Regions from separate parts of the Mus musculus genome. Here region 2 is linked to region 1. The links are chromatin contacts, called in public promoter capture Hi-C maps. All regions are on one chromosome and are shown on one strand. The core of a region is the stretch at or near the end of the contact, and the rest is flanking DNA. Distances in the headings are between cores, read along the strand shown. Region 1 overlaps Esyt2 (extended synaptotagmin-like protein 2). Region 2 overlaps Ncapg2 (non-SMC condensin II complex, subunit G2).

Evidence for each region. Capture Hi-C pulls out chosen DNA fragments and counts their contacts.
Region 2: a promoter capture Hi-C map of adipose tissue shows a contact between it and region 1. The contact joins two enhancer-like sites. A contact is called at or near these places in 1 of 15 datasets of contacts at CTCF or cohesin (the NIH/3T3 cell line), 2 of 484 Hi-C or Micro-C datasets (nephron progenitors and stem cell-derived motor neurons) and 3 of 9 other capture datasets (adipose tissue, liver and pancreatic islet).

Annotation. Positions count from the first base shown.
Region 1 is chr12:116,324,878-116,327,577 of GRCm38.p6, forward strand. The region is part of intron 6 of Esyt2 (extended synaptotagmin-like protein 2); the gene reads left to right. Among named protein-coding and RNA genes, the nearest start is that of Esyt2, 45 kb to the left of the region's middle. Within about 2 kb of position 1,409, at least 65 of the 459 cell types and tissues checked have an H3K27ac peak or open chromatin away from gene starts, as enhancers often do. A contact at or near this core is called in adipose tissue, where this site is marked.
Region 2 is chr12:116,459,216-116,461,915 of GRCm38.p6, forward strand. Ncapg2 (non-SMC condensin II complex, subunit G2) reads left to right here. Exons shown (of 29, transcript NM_133762.4): 29 at 1,349-2,700. The coding sequence ends at 1,400. Among named protein-coding and RNA genes, the nearest start is that of Gm25112, 16 kb to the right of the region's middle. Within about 2 kb of position 1,301, at least 29 of the 459 cell types and tissues checked have an H3K27ac peak or open chromatin away from gene starts, as enhancers often do. A contact at or near this core is called in adipose tissue, where this site is marked.

The DNA of each region.
Region 1 (2,700 bases), core at 159-2,658:
TTTTTTTTAAAGATTTATTTATTTATTATATGTAAGTACACTGTAGCTGTCTTCAGACACTCCAGAAGAGGGAGTCAGATCTTGTTGCGGATGGTTGTGAGCCACCATGTGGTTGCTGGGATTTGAACTTTGGACCTTCGGAAGAGCAGTCGGGTGCTCTTACCCACTGAGCCATCTCACCAGCCGTGTTGTGCTTTTAAATGTAATTTTTATTGACCTTTTAATACTTGGCTAAGCATGATGTCAATTCATATTTTTAGATTGTATTTCTTTTCATTATTGTTGTAAATGCCTTGTGCTTGTTAAGCATTATTATTAGAATGAAAACAGGAAAGTAAAGCTATTTCTTACCCTTTCCTGAGTCCTGCAGCCAATGATTAGTGCTACCTTCAGTGCCTGCTTTTTTCTTCCTTTTTTTTTTTTTTAATGCTGAGACTTGAAGTCAGGGCTTTGTGCATGCTAGGTAGACAAGCTCTCTGCTGCACTCAAAACCTAAGCGCTCTCATTCTGGCCACATTTCTCCACTGCCTAACTGTGCATCCCAAGTTCCAACCACAGGGACTCACTGCCCTTGGAAGCAAAATAGTAACTGTGTCCTCCAGTTTTCTTTTTTTCCTTTTCTCCAGAATTCTATCTTAAGCCACTTTGTGTCACTTATTTCTGGAAAGATTCTGTCTTCCAGGACAAGTACCCACTGTAGTTTTGGAAGTTGTACAGCAGAGGCCATAAGTACTAAAGTGAAGGGCACATCTCTTCCCAGAGTCCAGGGGGTGTAGATGAGCTGCTTCTTTGGCGGGATACTGCTTATGAAACTTGGCAGGTTTCCTGGGGAGGCGCTACTAACATCATGTGTAATTTAAATGTGTCATTTGGCTCAGAAGACCCACTGAAAATTGTTACTTGGTTTTAAAAAGACAGTATGCCTAGGCCAGACCAAGTGCAGCGTGGGCAGTGCTTTGTGCAGAAGATTGCACAGCTGCCTTCAGCAGTATCGTCTTCTCTTTCCTACTTTCATGTGTTCAAGTAGATAGTGTACATTACACTTCCAAATGTTTTCAAGGAATACATTAACTTTTACTTTATTAAAATTTTGAGAAATAAATCTATAAAAGATTTAAAATACATCTTTTTTTTCCTCCTACCAGTTTTTTTTTTCCAGAAAGCAGTTTATGTAAAAACTGACTCCATTAGTGCATATTTAAAATGTTCTTTAATAAGTTGCTAAAAACTTTATTTGTCTTTGGAAATATTCTTAACATAAAAATCCTATCCCTTACAAAAACGAAATCAAGACCTCAAGTCTTCCTCAGGACTTAACTGTGCTCTTTCATAGTTTTGTTCTTCCTCAGATGAAGGCACTTGTAAAATAAGTTGCAGCATTAGCTCACAACTGCTGTTGCAATGCCTAGAAGAAAGGGATGAAGTTGAAATGTTCAGCCAGCCTTTTCCTTATATGGTGAACAAAGCTACTGAGCATGCTTTAGAGGGAAGGGAATTTTCTTCAGTTACTTTCAGCTGGAAAATATGAGAACTTATTGCTGTTAGCTGCCAAATAATTCTTCCTGAGTCTGGTGAAAAATACAACCAGAAGGGCTTTTTAGTTTTACTGGTTTTTTTTGTTTTTTGTTTTTTCTGCCCAGATGATTCAGAAACAAGTGCCAGAGACTTGTATTAAACAGTTTCTTGTTTTCTGCCTTCTAGTTTGTTTAATTAGTTTTGATAATGTGATACTTGTGGAGTGACCCTTGAAAATTCTTGACATGATGAAGTTTGAAGCCAAGTGAACAGTCCCAAGTGGAGTATTGGAGGTAGGGTTTGGAGACAGGGAGCACTGCAGTGTGGGGTCTCGGCGACAGCTTTGCACTGCCTGGTTTCTCCTTGTCTTTCTGTGCCATTTCTCTAAGTCCCAGTCTCCTGTCTGTGACAGAGAGTGACACTATACCGTAACTCACAATTGAATGTCTGTGCTCTTAAAAGCACATAGCAAACCTTTACTTTTTTTTTCTTTTTAAAAGATTTTTATTTATTTATTTTTTATATATATGACAAGTACACTGTAGCTGTCTTCAGACACACCAGAAGAGGGCATCAGACCCCATTACAGATGGTTGTGAGCCACCATGTAGTTGCTGGGAATTGAACTCATGACCTCTGAAAGAGCAGTTAATGCTCTTAACCGGTGAGCCATCTCTCCAGCCCCTCTTCAGGAACTTTTGTTCACAAGGTGTTTTCAGAGTCTTCAGTTAACCCCAAAAGAACAAGTTATAAAAGCAGGTCTTTTCCAGAAGTCCTCCACAGAGCAACTGAGGCTTGCTCCATGTGGTTTTCTTTGGAGACGGATTTCAGCCAAGTGAAGGGGATTTCTTTGTCAAGTAGAACTATCTTCCTTTTAGAGTTATAATAAGAATTTGAACCTTACTGGGCTAGAATCCCAGAACTTAACGTATTTTAAGTAAAGGCAGTGAAGGAGAGGAATTTCTTAAATGTAGAAATTATGTTTATTGTACAGTTGACTCTCAGAACCAGTTAGAACCAGGAGTTTGAATTTTTTTGCAACTAGAGGAAGACAGTGCACTGTAATGGCTAACTGACTTTTGGAGCCAGTGGAAAGGCAGTGTAGTGTGACAGATTGAGTGACCATAGCTTTTGCTTCCTTCTCTCCCTCCAAGAAGAGCCTTAGTTTTCCAGACCATATCTGTG
Region 2 (2,700 bases), core at 51-2,550, 130 kb after region 1:
ATTGATTGCCATCAGCCACATGTCAGCTTACAACTACCTGTAATTCTAGTCCCAAGGAATCTTACAACCCTCATCGAGGCTCTGCAAGCACTACTTGCATGTTATGCTAGAAATTCGTGCAGCCAAAACACCCATACACATAAAATTAAAAATGAAGAGAAAAAAGGATCTTCAGCTCAGATTTTAATTAGGTCGATTGTTTTCTTTACTTGATTTGAAAGGATCTTTGTATACTTTTAGTACCACCTCCTTATATGTTTTACAAATATTTTCACCTAGTTGGTGGTTTATGCCTTTATTATTCTCTTGTTACATTAGTGTCCCCCAACCCCTACCCCTAGTTGACCTTAGGTCCATGTTGGAAAAACAGAGAATTTTAGTTTTATCAAAATCCAACTGTGAGTTTTGGTGTTGTATTTAGAAAATTATCTCCATACTGAAGTGTCAGAACATGGTTCAAGAGTGGAGTCATGTGAGGATTCTGAGTGCTTGTGAGAAAACTCCCAAGAAAACCAAGACAAGAGTCTTATGACCTCAGTTTCTTTAAGTTGTTCTTGTAATGTGTTTTTGTGCTTCTCCCAAGTGTAGCAGATAGGAGTGAGTTTACTTACTTACATTACTTATTATTGCTTGCTAGTGTTATTCAATTAAATGTTTAAACTCTCCTTTATGTGCCTCTGTGGGAAAACATGTTCTTGCCACATGTGGCTTGTCCTTGTAATTATATACAGCAATGGAATGTCACAGAACCTTGCACTTTGTAAATAGGTATGTGTAAGTCTGCAGTGGCACCCTGCAGTAATTTATGTAGGAGCTGTCCAACCATGTTACTTAAATTGGAGTGGACCCCTGAAAGACAGGGGAGAGACTGCCTCAATGTTCCTGTCACTGGGCTGGGTATTCAGGCAGTCCTCCCTTGACTGGGGGCAGAGAAGCGGTGGCCATAGTAGTTGAGTATGGTGGTGAAGGTGGATGATTGCTTTAATTTTTCTTGTTTCCTCATATACAGTAAATGGTCAGGACTGAATGCTGGGTAGGACGAGCCACATTGTGCTTCTGTGTGCTATGGAGCTAGTGAGAGTAGAGTTCAGAAAAGGGCAGTACTAAGAGAAGTACCCTCTGGCTGGACGCTGCCAGTGAGTGGGTGCTACTGAGCCTGTGCCTGGATGTGATCACCAGGGTCTCAGGGTATGGGCTCTGCGTTGGGTGCTGAGCCTGTTTACCTTTACGGCTGTGAAACTTGTGCTCTGTGTAGGGCACAGGCTGTTTTCAAATGTGTCTGCTGCAGACCATGTGTAAACTCTGCATTTGAGGGGAACTGAATCTGTGTCTTCTCTATTTCTTTCAGATTCCTATATGAGTCATCAATGAGAACTTTGGGAGAATTTCTGAATCCATGACAAAACCACCGTCAAAAACACTGGGTGTGTAGAAATAGAGAAAAGACTCATGAAAGTGAAAATGTGTGTCTTTTGTATATTGCTTTTTTTTTTTTCATCAGACTAAGCCCGGAGTCCTAAGGACCACACCCAGGTCTGACGGTGCCCAAAGATGGAGACCAGTACAACACTGGTGCTCTACTGTACCCTGTGCCTTTAACCAGCTTGCAGAGATGGAGAGTGATGAAAGTCATGTGAGAGAAAGACTGGCAAGCAGCTCACCACTCTCTCCAGAAGAGCTGGCAAAGCTTGTAGGAACTGTGGCATGGGCAGCTCTTACGTTCCTTGGCCTGTGACTTACCCATTATTTATTATTTGTTGTGAAATTCTCCTGGAACAGATTTCTCTTTGGCCTTTCAGCAGGGCTATCATTAGCCCACACAGGACCTTTCTTCAAAAGACAAAAAGAATCACTTCATCAAAATATTTTATTGCCCTCTGTTGAACAGTTGTAATATATACACTGATATGAAGTGTCTTGCTTACTCCATTGCACTTGGGCTCAGCTCAACTCTTACATCTGAGCTGTGACTTTTACATTTTAGCCTTACTCTAAGGGCAACAGCCTCCTTCTACAAAAGGCATTCTCAGTTCAGAGAAGATTTCTTGTTTGAGTGTTGCTGTGTACTATGCATAGTCAGGGACAGAGCAGGCATTAAGAAAAAAACAAAAACAAAACACAAAGGCCCAAAAGCCAACCAAAGTGGAAGTGAATTGAGGAAGGCCTGGACCAGGAGTGAGTTGCCACCTAGAAATGATTGTTGTTTCTCAAGCCACAGTGAAGTATTGCTCAGTGGATACACGTGCCCAGTTGCCTCTGTTTTCCCTCTGCAGGTCGATGGCAGAGGCATCGGCCTTTTCCTGTATTGACTATTGAAGAGTAAGCAAAGAACTCAAGAGTTAAAGGGTTGCCCTGGTCCTGTATAAATGATGGGTTAATGATACAAAAGAGAAAAAGGATCTTGTTTAAAAGTGACATAATATGCAGCCATACATAGGCAATAATGAGTTCATGTCCTTCGTTAAAAATGCTTAAAAATGATAGGAGGAACCATGGCACTAGCACCATGGTGGAAGAATCTGCTGGGCTGTAGGGCAATGCTAGAATTCTATAGCCTGTATTACCCCCTCAACATCCTTTCCCTAGCAAAGACTCTGGCAAGTAGGGTTGAGTAGCCTTAGAGAGCTCAGGTATGACTGACTACACTGGCGATGGAGGGTGGCCTCAGCAGGTGGGAAAGAGGAAAGGTACCAGATCAGG